Regions from separate parts of the Cricetulus griseus genome. Here region 1 is linked to region 2. A link is a contact called in public Hi-C data. All regions are on one chromosome and are shown on one strand. Each heading gives the region's core, a stretch centred on a gene start, on an enhancer-like site or on the middle of the called end of the contact. The rest is flanking DNA. Distances are from core to core; before and after follow the strand shown.

Region 1 (6,362 bases), core at 2,174-4,673, 42 kb before region 2:
TTTAAATTCTGTTTCATGGCCAAGTTCAAAGCTCCCCACTTACTCTTCAGAGTTGGCAATGTCGTCGTACATCATCACTATGATCTGCTCATCAGGAATCCCGTTCCGGTGAATGATCTGGTAAGCGTGGCATGCATCTGCCTGGAAGAAATTATTCCCCTGGCTTTTAGATATCACAGGGGAGGCAGTCCATTTCGAGGTGCTTCTATCTTACAGAAGGCTCCCTACTGGCCAAGGTTTGAAATGATTATTTTTTACAACATTCATTTTTTTTTAACTTCAATTTTAAAAGATCCCCACTCTTATCCACATACGTGTCTGATAGTAAGGCAGTACAATCAGGCCCATGTGTGGAAACACATGGGCACAGATATGCATAAATACACAGGCACAGGTGTTTATACACACAGGCACACACTATCACACCTGCAGGTTAACAGGCCCTTGAAAGTCCTAAGCAACTTGTTTTCATATTCCATACCACATCAAAGTGCAAAAGCATGAATTCGGTTCTCAAACAGAGTGCCCCAGAAGGATGAAGCAACAAGTTCACAGCTTCTGATTCACCCAACAGTCACTGTTCTGGCAAGTGTGACATCTCAAAGTCCAACTCAGAAGGCAGGCTTGTGAGGCACATCTGTAATCCCTGTTCTTTGGAAGTATATGCAGGAGAAACAGGAGTTCAAGGCCAGTCTGGACTACAGAGCAAGATAGATAGATAGATAGATAGATAGATAGATAGGTAGGTAGGTAGGTAGGTAGGTAGGTAGGTAGGTAGGTAGGTAGGTAGACAGACAGACAGACAGACAGATAAATAGACAGACAGACAGAGCAAGCAAGCACAATTTAGGAACTGCTGTTTTGGTGATGATGGTTAGGAATGTAGCTCAGTTGGCAGAGTGCTTGCCTAGCATGCCAAAAGCTCTAAGTTCAAGCACACCACCACACAAACTGGTATGATGGGGCACACTTGCATTTGTAATACATTTTGGGGAGGTAAAGGCAGACAAGAAGATCAAGTTCCTTAGCTGTGCAATGAGTTTGAAGTCAGCCTAGGCAACATGAGATCCTGTCTTTAAAGAAAATGATTAGTGCCTGGCAGTGGTGGCGCACACCTTTATTCCCAGCAATCAGGAGGCAGAGGCAGAGAGGCAGGCAGATCTGTCAGGGCCAGCCTGGTCTACAGAGCAAGTTCCAGAGCTGGCTCCAAAGCTACAGAGAAACCCTGTCTTGAAACACCACCAACAAAAATGATTAGTATCATAATTTGAAACAAAAAAAAAAAGGCAATCAAAGGGAACAGAAACCATCCCTGTTGGAATTCCTGGTTTCAGTTGGTCACACTACACTCTGTGCAGAACAACTGAGGTCAGGGAGGAAGGAAACACATTGCCTAACTTTTCACTAACAATGTCATTCCAGGAACAGACTCCTATATAAACACAGCTGTGACTAGCAGCAGCACCCTTAGGCAGACACTGCAGTATATACAGCTACAACACAGCACCTCACGAAACACATGAGGTGTCGAAGAAGAAAATAAAGCATGCACAATGCCAGGCTTCTGCCTGCAGATGTCCATTCAGACGGACCTGTGTGGTGGCAAATACTTGGGTTTAGCATCCATTTGCTGTGACTGCTATGGGAAGCATGGGTTCAGCACTCAGGAGCTGTCAGACAAGTGGGCCCGCTAAGTGTGAGACCAAGTGCGGCGACCTTTCCATCTGCTCTGGACTGACCTCGGGCCCCTATCTCATTAGTTCTCAGTCGATAAAGGTCCAACGTACAGCTGGGGGACAGGGGGTGACCCACTCTAATCACAGTAGGCTCGTGGAGAAAAAAGCCAAGCATTTTGACTACAGATCTCTTCATGCAAGAAAGAGCAGCAGGGTCCTCGGAAGTAGCCAGCTGCCCCTGCCTTACTTAGTAAAAGGGCTCTGCCCTGAGTTACTATGAAATCAAGTGGAGTTCAATGAACTCAGATAATGTGGAATCAGCACAACTGGTGTTTTCCCCTCAGAAAAAGCCAAAGGAGGTGATGCTGAGCTGAGCATGACCTCATTACAGGGAGCAGAAATCACTGTGACTCAGCTGACTTCAAGGCTGACACTGGGAGTTGGCCAGCCTCACTGAGGAATCCCGTACTGAAGCCTCTCACAATGTCACGGGTACAGTGGGCATCACCCATCAGCACCAGCTGTAAGCGCAGTAGATAGGTCACTTGAAGCGAAGGCTAAATACAGTTGGTGTGTGCTGTATTTATTCCTGGGGAAAAGCTTTCTCACCAGGTATGCTTGCCTGATAGGTGCATGCAGCTCCCCCCTCCTGACCTCCTACATCCTGCTTCCTCAGAATCCTGCCTCCCAGGCTATCTGCACCCAAGTGCAGTGGTGGGGAGGTGCTGAGCTGGGGGGGGGGGGCGTCTGCAGTGCCTGGCCCAGCCTTCCACCAAGTCCAAAGGAAGAGGCTGAGGTTTAGTGAGCTGATGTCCTTTGTTCCCGTTATACAGCAGGTACTATAGGGAGAGCAACTCCAGCTACCCCAAACACTCACCATCTTCATCACCGTTGGGTTCACAGCCCCACCCCAGCCCCACCCAGGGCTCCCCAACCCTCTCCCTGCATGCCTTCTTCAAAGGATGCTTTGCCTCAAGCACAGGCAGCTGACCTTTGCACAAATGAAGACTAACTTCAAAGCCTAAGTGAACAGCTTGTCTCGAGGACAGACTGTATGGCTGGCACTGTCTGCTGCTGCCAGCACCCTGCGGCTTCCCCTCCCCAACTCCTGCTGCCTGAATCCAGTCCCCATCAGTCTGCATTTTGCCTCTCTGCACTCCAAACACTCAAACACTTACTGCCTGGCCCTTCCTGGAAGAGTCTGCTGATTGGTCCTAAGACAGGCAATAGTGGTGAGGATGGGGTTGGGGGAGGTCTAAGCAGGCTCACAGGGTCCGGGGTGCCACACCCCTGTTAGTACTTACACAGAAATCAACCCAACTTCTCTATAAAAAAAAAAAAAAATTGTATTAGCCAGGCATGGTGGCACACACCTTTAATCCCAGCACTGGAAGGCAGAGGCGAGTGGATTTCTGTAAGTTTACATAGTGAGTTTCTGAACAGCCAGAATTTAAAAAAAAAAAAAAAAAGTACAGAGTCTCACTATATAACCCCAACTAGGCTAGAAATCACTATGTAGATGAGGCTAGCCTCAAACAGATCCACCTGCCTCTGCCTCCTGAGCACTGAGATCAAAGGCGTGCACCACCATGACAGTGTCCATCAAATTTCAGCTGCCTGGTTCTGTCAAAATGAAGAAAATGAGGCTTGGTAAGTTTGTCCTTCTAAGTCAGCTCACTGTTCACTTAGTCCCGCTCTCCCCACCATCCCTATTCCAGTCTCTCTGGACTGTGAATCACTCTAACATAATCCCATCAGGAACTTCTCTGAGTCAGAACCAGAAACTCCCTTCCCTTCTCCAGGAACTGATGTTAACATAAGCATGTGATCTGTGATGCAACTGTCGCCGGCCAGACAGGGCAAAGTCCCCCACTGTAAGGAAATGCTTACACGAGAGAGAGAGCCAGGCGGATAACTGGCACAGGTGGCCTCTCCTCTACAGAGCTGCTGTAATCATTTTGTAACAAGGAGCACTTATCTGGACACAGGACCTCAAAATTGGAAAACGGATGAGTCAAATGGGCCTGAGTTTAGGTGGCCAACCTAGGGCTCTCCACACTTGCCATTTAAAACACGGAGGAGGCTCTGGTACCTAACAGACTGGCTACTGCCTTGCTGTGGTTTTGTGTTGCCACAGCTCACACACAACACTCAGCTCTCCCACAGCCCCTTCTGCAGAGGCTCCCTGCCCTCCCCTCTCTTACCCCCATTCTCCAATTGTCTCTCTCTCCTTCTCAGCCCCCTCTCTCTCTCTCACACACACACATCTTACGAGTCTCTATTGCTGCAACGAAACACCATGACCATAAAGCAAGTCGGGAAGGAAAGGGTTTATTTGTCTTACACTTCCAGATCACTGTTGACTAAAAGAAGTCAGGACAGGAATTCAAACAGGGCAAGAACATGGAGGCAGGAGCTGATGCAGAGGCCATGGAGGGGAGCTGCTTACTGACTTACTCCACATGGCTTGCTCAGCCTGCTTACTTATAGAACCCAGGACCATCCCCCCCACCATGGGCTGGGCACTCCTCCATTGATCACTAATTGAAAAATGCCTTACAGCTGCATCTCATGGAGGCATTTCCTCAACTAAGGCTCCTTTCTCTCTGATGACTCTAGCTTATGTCAAGTTGACACACAAAATCAGCCAACACAGCTGGGCGTTTATGGTGCACGCCTTTAATCCCAGCACTTGGGAGGCAGAGGCAGGCGGATCTCTCTGAGTTCGAGGCCAGCCTGGTCTCCAGAGCAAGTGCCAGGATAGGCTCCAAAGCTACACAGAGAAACCCTGTCTCAGGGGGAAAAAAAAAAATCAGCCATCACCCCACACATACACACCTGACCAAATATCTGATACTTGGGTGTTCCCACAGGAACCAGTTTTGTTAATATGAGGCCAGTGGGCCTTTTCTCCTGGTTCTGTATCCCCTACCACATCACTTGCAAAGCATGGGCCCCCAAGTAAAAAAGTTAAATGGAATGGTGAGCCAGCTCAAGTCAATTCTACCTTAATGCCTCAGGAGATGCTATGGGGAGGACAGTTTAGAATGTTACACACTGTCAGACACTGACAGTGGAAGGCTAAGGAACACAACTGATCCGTTCCCTTTGGTTTACCTGATTTTTCTAAGTCTTCTGTGCTAACTTTAAACACATGTTAATTTTAAATCAAAGTGTAATCCCAAGCACTCAGGAGGTTGAACCGGGAGGATAGCTTTGAATTCAAGGCTAGCCTGGACAAGAGCATGAGACCCTGTTTTGAAGAAAATGCAATAAAGTAGGAGATGGCCGTGAGTTAGACACCAGCAGTGGCTACAAACAACCAAAACAAACCATAATTAAAAAAAGAAAAAAGACTTAGAAGCTAAGGCACTGAAGGTAATGTTTAACGGGTGTCTCTTCCTAAGTTGGTGGTATAAAAACAAAGTGACTGATGAAATAGCAGGCTTGCCGCCTGTGGTCTGTGCTTAACTTATCTTTTCACTCAAAGGAAAAGCAATCAGTATGATAACAGCTCTTACTCAGGCCAAATTTCCTCTCTGGCCAGCACACAAAGGCCATCCAAGAGGAGTCAGAACTTCACCTAAGCAGAGAACCTTGATTACACACAGACAAACGTACGGACACACACAGGGAAGGACATGGCTCCATCTGTGCCAATCTCACTGTTCGGGAGCCAAGTGCCTGCGCCACGGACACTCTAAACTGAGACATCCTGGACTCATATATGCACTGGATTTCAAGGATCTAGCATCAGGAAAGCACATAGGGGCCAGCAAGATAGCTCTACTGGGAGAGGGGCTTGCTGCCACGTCTGACAACCTGAGTTCGATCCCTGCAAGTTGTCCTCTGGCCTCCACACATATGTGCCATAGAATGCTTGTAAATAAATCTAATGAAAACTTTAAAAAAAAAAAGAATGTAGGCTATCTCAACAGTAATTTTTATATTAATTACATGGTGAATTGATATTCATCTGGACATCTGGTTTAAATGAGATGTGAAAATTAATTTCCTATATCTATTTTCTGTGTTTATACATTTGTGTAGAGGGGTGTGTGTGTGTGTGTGTGTGTGTGTGTGTGTGTGTAGGCAAATGAACAATCTGGGCCTCAGGTGCTATGGTGGTTTGAATAAGAATGATTCCCATTAGGCTCATCATATATTTACATGCTTGGTCCCCAGTTGGTGAACTCCTTGGAAGGATTATGAGGTGTGGCCTTATTGGAGTAAGCGTGTCACTGGGGTGGGCTTTGAAGTTTCAACAGCCCACACCAATCCTCTGAAACAATATGCAAGCCCCCAATTAAATACTTTCTTTTGTAAGAGTTGCCTTGACCTATGACAGGTAATATTCACTTTATTTTTATTTGTGTATGTTTATGTCTGCCTAGTTGTGTGTACATGTTATGTGTAGTTTCCCAGGGAGTCCAGAAGAGGGCATCAGATCCCCCTGGAGGCTGTGAGATGCTTGATATGGAAGCGGAGACTCAAACCCAGGTCCTCTAGAAGTGCTATTAACCACTGAGCCACCTCTCCAGCCTACCCAACACTACAGACCCCCTTTTTGAGACATGGTCTCTCACTGGCTGGCCACTGAGTCCCAGAGATCCACCTACCACCACCTCCTTACATCGAGTCGGGACTACAAGTGCACCCCAATATTCCTGGGTGTTATTTTTCTAA
Region 2 (6,369 bases), core at 1,383-3,882:
CAGTTCCACACACTTAGCAGGACAAATAAAAAGATAACTCCCCATCTTTTCATTTGGTGACTATGGAGGGGTGCTACAGCTTTTCCTAGAATTTTTAATTTGCACTAATAATTTCATACACCTTTTCATGTGCTTTTGGCCAGTCAGAAGGCCTTGATATATACAGTCTTGAAATGGTGCAATCTAGAGGCTTGGTGGGTTTCATTTTCTCTACCAGTTAAAGAGCTAAAGGTCAGGGAAACCCCGAAGCACAACAGGTGTCAGCAGAGAATTCTCACGCACTGCAGACAGAATCAGCAAAGGAAAGGACCCCTGCAAAGCAGAGACTGAAAAGGCCAGTCTCTTCTGGGGGCTCTAAAGCCTCTCTATAGAGTTGGTGGGAGTAGGTTTCACAAGTTCCAGAGGAGTTCTGGCTTTTATCTAACCTCCAGAAACCCTCCGGTAGTCCAGCCTGAGGTCACTTCTGGATACATGGACTACCTGGAACCTAATACAGAGGACTTAGGTTTGGTTTCCAGCACCAACATCAGGCTGCTCACAACTGTCTGTAACTCCAGTTCTAGAAGATCTGACACCAAGCATTTTTATGCACCAAATCATTTTGCTAGCCCATCTCAGTGTATGTTTATGTTAAAAAAATATTGTTCTGAGGCCAAAACAAATCAAACAAAATAATTTCCTTTTGGAGCAAATGGAGCACTTTATTTTTTGTAAGTCAATTACAGGCTAGATAAAGATAAGTTGGTTAGTTTTGGAAAGATGATGACACAAAATTATCCTTCAGAATGAGCTTTTTAAGGTAAGAGCCCCTTGAAACCATGGAGGTGTTTTAGGCAGGCCTGGAGGTGGGACAGGGTTAGGACAGCATTAGGAGAAGGGGAAGGTTTTTACTATAGATATGAGAGATAGAGAACAGGCAGGGGCATCTGGAAGAGTCCAGAGCAAAGAGAGAAAGCAGTAGATTGAGCACGGCCAGAAGACTGGGCCAGGCCATGAGAGAAGCAGGAGCAGACCTGTGAGGGTAGGGGGCACAGAGAGAAGGAGGATGTGGAGAGCAGAGACAGGGAGTAGGAGAGAGACACAGAGAGAAAGACAAGGAGAAGAGAACGTGGGCAAAAGAGAGAGCGTAGCCCAAATAGCAGGGTCATAAGAAGAGCATGAACTGGAGAAGCTTAGGGTAGGAGGTGAAAAGACCAGGATGTCAACATGGACTCGGAATTGTGTAACAGTACTTGTGATTCTGTGTCTTCTGGCCGTGCTCAATCTACTACTTTCTCTCATATGATCAAACTGACATCAGCGGAGCTGGAAACGGTATCCCTGTGTCTCCATCTTGGGATGTGTTGTAGTCACCCGGTCACCAATGATGGCAAATAACCCTAAACAGGAAGAGCAACTTGCTAGTTGAGAGCTGCAGTGCCACCTGCCCCACAGTAAAGGACAGTGCCTTGCTTAACGTGCTGTGAAAATTGAACGAAGCAGCTCAAGGAGCCTGAAAACTGTTCTCCATTTAATAAGGGCTCTAAAACCATAGAGACGATTACCTGCCTCTGCTGCTCCTCACTTGGACTGGGCTAAACCGCCTTGATAGGAAGAAAGTGGTTTGCAATTATTCCCAATGTTTAATATGGAGTCTAGGAGCACAGACTTGGAGTGAGATGGATACCTTTTTAGGATGACAGTCTTGGACAGGTTAACATCTCTGAGTCTTAGTTTCCTCAATGCCCAAATGCACACACTTGAGAATATATTGTAGGCTTTTCATTAGGGCCAAATTAGCTCTGTCCTGTTCACCCAGTAGATACAGCATTTAGTGAATTATTGAACACAGATTTTATTATTGAACAATGATTTCAGAGTCTGTGAACTATATGCAGGACATAACCATAGTACTATTGAATGGAAAGCCCTTTACTCTGACCTTTAGGTCTCGGCTCAAGCTATCTCTTCTTCAAGGGACCCCGACAGCCTGATTTATTTTCCTGCCTCTGGTCACTTCTCTGATTTTTCTTGATTTACATCTTTGGTAATGCTCTGAAATTATTGTTCATTCACTGGTTTAGGTAATATCTGCCTCTGTCACTTGAAAGCAAGCTCCATGAAATCAGTGATCAGGTTTTCTTTTCTTTTTTTTTTTCTATATTTTTTGGCGGCGGGGGGGGGGGGGTGTTTGGGGTTCGAGACCGGGGTTTCTCTGTGGCTTTGGAGGCTGCAGGTTTTCTTTTTAGATTATATTCTTAATGTGTGTGTTTGTGTGTCCTGGAACTCAGGCCGTCAGGCGTGGCTATTTCTATGCTGAACCATCCCACAGGCCCAGGGCTCATGTCTTCTGTATTCCCATCCGCTGCTTCAGAACCCTCATCCAGAGGCCTGGGCGGGTTCACCGAGATGCTCACGCCCCGCCCACTTCAGACCGGACCCGCCCACCACCACGTGGCCGGCGTCAGACCACGCCCCTTTGCAGGGTGGGGCGTGACCCGCAATGTTGTCCCAGCCGCGTGTAGGCGGTGGTTACGTCACACGCACGCTGGCGCGGCGCCGGGTTCGGCCACCTACGGAAGCGGGGCGTGGCCAGGCGCTAGGGCCCCGCGGACGCCGGCGCCACCGCCTGAGTGGCCTGCTAGGCGGCCGGCGGCGCTCGGCTCCCCGCCACTCAGGCAGCTGGGCGGCCACTCTGTTTTGAGGTCCTCGCCGCCCTTCCACGTCTCCCGGAAGAGGTAGCCGGCAGGTCCGGGAGCAGCCCGCTGCTGAGGCGGCCCGGGTGGGCGACGAGGCCGTGGCGTTGTCGCTCGGCGTCCTCAGGTGAGGCGCGACCAGGCCGCGGGCGGGACGGCTTGGCCTGTGGGACCGGGTCTCCGCCGAGGAAGGGGACGCCGCAGCCCCGCGGGGTCCGGCCACCGAGGCTGAGTGCCCTCCGCCCCCCGACTCTAACTTGCCGTGGGGGCGCAGTGGGGGTGTGTCCTCCCCACCCGGCCACCCAGGCTCCGCTGACCCCTGACCCCGCCTCTGTGTGACATCTGACCTTTCAGGTGGCTTTGCACCACCAGTGCCTCCCCAGGCCCCAGCTCAGTGTCTGTAATCCCTGTGAATAAAGCCCCGTTAACTTTCAGATGGGAGGCAAAACATTAATTAATTAATACGTTGTCTATAGGCCTTTTTTTTAGGACAGTTAGTTTTCTCTCGCTCATCACCAAATTTTGCTTAACGCTTGTGTGCAGTTTTACGGGTCAGAAAATGCATGTCATTACGTTGTTATTTAATTTCTCTCATAAACTGAAGTACACACCTAATGGGTTTCCTAAGGAATGTGTTTATAAACGGTGAACTCCCTAAGGAGGTTAGATATGGAGAGGAACGGGTTAAAAGGTGGGCTTGACACTGGGTTGACTTAGATTTCAATGTCTGAGGTGCCATCTAAGCTCTGGGATCTTTCTAAACAGTATCAATGTTGGTTTTTAAAAGGACATTGCAATTTACTACATTGAAATGAGAGTTGTTCGTGATACTGCGTGTACAACAGTTGGCATATGAAGATGAATTGCTTCAGTAGTGTTTCTAGGAGTGCCTGTGTAGGTTGGATTCTGGGAATTGGTTGGTGAACAAAACAGGCATTGTGTTGGTCTACCCACTCCTCTTTCCCCAAGGAGAGACAGATGTTTAAAAATAATAATATAAAAAAAACCCAACAGTTATAGTATCCTGAAGCACTGTAAGGCAAATGAGGGTTATGCACACAGAATAAAAAGACCCAGCTTAGCTGGGCATTGGTGGCTCACGCCTTTAATCCCAGCACTCGGGAGGCAGAGGCAGGCGGATCTCTGTGAGTTGGAGACCAGCCTGGTCTACAAGAGCTAGTTCCAGGACAGCCTCCAAAGCCACAGAGAAACCCTGTCTCGAAAAAAACCAAAAAAAAAAAAAAAAAAAGGACCCAGCTTAGATGGAAAGATAACTCTAATGCTATTTTAGTGAAGAAAGCTCAAGAGTTAGCCACATAAGTCCAGGCTAAAGGAATGCTGACTACATTCATCAATCATTTTTGACTTTGCAGCTTACTTTCTTCTATAGCATGAAGGTTAATTAATTCATTGCTTTGACTTATGTGGCACCTGTAAGTGTTCAAATGTGTTGGTTGAATAAATCATTTATACAGTCATTTCAAAATAATTTGGACTCAGCTTAACATGCACATGGTAGGTATTACATGGTAGGTATTAAATATTTAAATTATTAAAAATTTACCAAGAACTTTATGTGCTTACATAAACGATAGCTTTATAATAGTGAAAATCAGGAGGTTCCACACCCACCCACCCACAAGTTCGACCCTTTGAAACTAATTTCAGAGAAGTGTTTTTATTTGGGTGAGATTTTGCCAAGCGTGTCCTTTGCTATTTGAATCTGTATGAATTTGTTAGGGCATCCATGAAACCGTGTCGTAGGCTAGATAGATTGGACAGTAGAAGTTGATTTTTCTCACTGTTCTAAGTCTGAGATGAAGGTGTTGACAAGGTTGGTTTGTATATATTTGCTTACTTCTATTTACTTGTTAGCTATGTTGCAGTTGTGTGGCCAGAGGTCAGCTTTCCTGAGTCCTCAATCTTGTTCCCCGATGGGTTCCGTGGATTGAACTCAGATTGTCAAGCTTCAGGGCAAGGGCTTTTACCTGCCCAGCTTTCTTGGCTCAGGCTGATTTCTGAGACTTGTCTTTTGGCTTACAAATGGCTGTCAACTCTCTTTTATGAAGATTTGTGTATACATTTCTTCTAATACAAACATCAGTTTAATTTAAATTACACCTTTAAAGACCCTGTCTCCATTCTGATGTTTTTAGGTTTGGAATTCAGTGTGGGGAACACAGCATAGTCTCTCACGTGTGTTTTTTCTGTGTTAAGATTTCCCTTCATTGAGATAACAAGGAAAATTGTAATTGTAATAATGATAGTGGAATTTACTAGAGGGGTTTCTGTGTGTCAAGCATCTCAAAAAATGTTTTCCTCTATTGTTTGGTCCTAAAACCATTTTAACCTGGGTGTGGTGATTTCCTGAAGCCCCAACTACTTGGCAGTCAGATAGGAAGATGGTTTGTTCACGGTAGCTTAGGCAGCACAGCACAAACCCATTACAGAACATTGACAGAAACATTCTCTAAGGAAGATTACTTACTGTCTTATGTTTTCATGATAAGGTTTCTCAGCTTCTATCAGTAATTTGGTCAAGGTTGCCTGGCTAGTAAGAGGCCAGATTAGATTTTAACCCAGGACTCTTTCCGGATGATACATTGATCGTATCTTGCCTCCCCACCCCCCTTTTTTTTTTTACAGACTCAACAATAGGATTATCCTGCTACCATCATGTCTTGGTTTGCTGATCTTGCTGGAAGGGCAGAAGATCTTTTAAATCGAGTTGATCAAGGGGCTGCAACAGCTCTCAGAAAGGAGAATACCAGCAACATCTATTATAGCAAAAATCCTGACTATCCTGAACTTCACCAGCAAAACACAGATTCAACATACCAGACTGGACCTAAAGCTAACTATATTTCCTCAGCTGCTGATAACATCCGACATCAAAATGCCACTGTCTTAGCTGGCACATCAAATGTGAAAGTGGGATCCAGGACAGCTGGGGAGGCCTCTCATGCCACTGAACATGCATCTGTCCCTAGACCTTCGTCACAGTTTGTCCGAAGGAAAAAGTCAGAGCCTGATGATGAGCTGCTGTTTGATTTTCTTAACAGTTCCCAGAAGGAGCCCACTGGGAGAGTGGAAATCAAGAAAGAGAAGGGCAAAGGACCCGTCTTTCCAAGCTCTCAGTCCTCAAATGTCAGTTCTGTGAACACCAGTATAACTACCATCCAGGCCACTGAAGAAAGTCCTGGGAGCCAAAGTCCTGGTAGTTAATCAGTCCTGTTTCTTTCAGAATTAAGCAGATTAGATGTGTCATCCTAAGTTATAGTATGAGTTCCAGAGAAACCCTGTCTAAAAAAAAAAAAAAAAAGTGGTCTCTTTGAGATTCCAAAGATTTGAGATCTTAATATCATTTTTATCTATAGGCTACCCTACCGTCTTCGTTTTACAATATTGTTTATTGACTAACAAATACAGATTTTTTTTAAAAAACTTACATGTATTATAAACTTAATTATTGTTTTTCTTTGGACTTTGAGCTACTTAAAATTTTCCCTTAGTTACAAATATGAAAATTTTCTACTTTTACGATTTTTAACTTGATAGCATTGAAATCAGATAAAATAGCCTGTGAGTTTCAGTTAAGTCGTGATAAATCCTTGCATTCAATTTGTAAATTCTACGTTCAGATCTTTAACACGCTTTTTTTTTTATTGGACCCAATGAAGAGATTTTTCTGGAG

What was found. Hi-C and Micro-C count contacts between places; a contact is called where the count stands out from the background.
Region 1: a Hi-C map of fibroblasts shows a contact between it and region 2, with 2.5 times the contacts expected there. The contact joins the enhancer-like site here to the promoter of Golga5 in region 2. A contact is called at or near these places in 2 of 8 Hi-C or Micro-C datasets (the CHO-K1 cell line and fibroblasts).

The regions. Positions count from the first base shown.
Region 1 is chr5:103,633,127-103,639,488 of CriGri-PICRH-1.0, reverse strand. Lgmn (legumain) reads right to left here. Exons shown (of 14, transcript XM_027419160.2): 3 at 44-141. Among named protein-coding and RNA genes, the nearest start is that of Lgmn, 18 kb to the right of the region's middle. Within about 2 kb of position 3,423, at least 5 of the 6 cell types and tissues checked have open chromatin away from gene starts, as enhancers often do. A contact at or near this core is called in the CHO-K1 cell line and fibroblasts, where this site is marked.
Region 2 is chr5:103,590,357-103,596,725 of CriGri-PICRH-1.0, reverse strand. Golga5 (golgin subfamily A member 5) reads left to right here and starts at 2,632. Exons shown (of 11, transcript XM_027419162.2): 1 at 2,632-2,802; 2 at 5,322-5,892. The coding sequence starts at 5,352.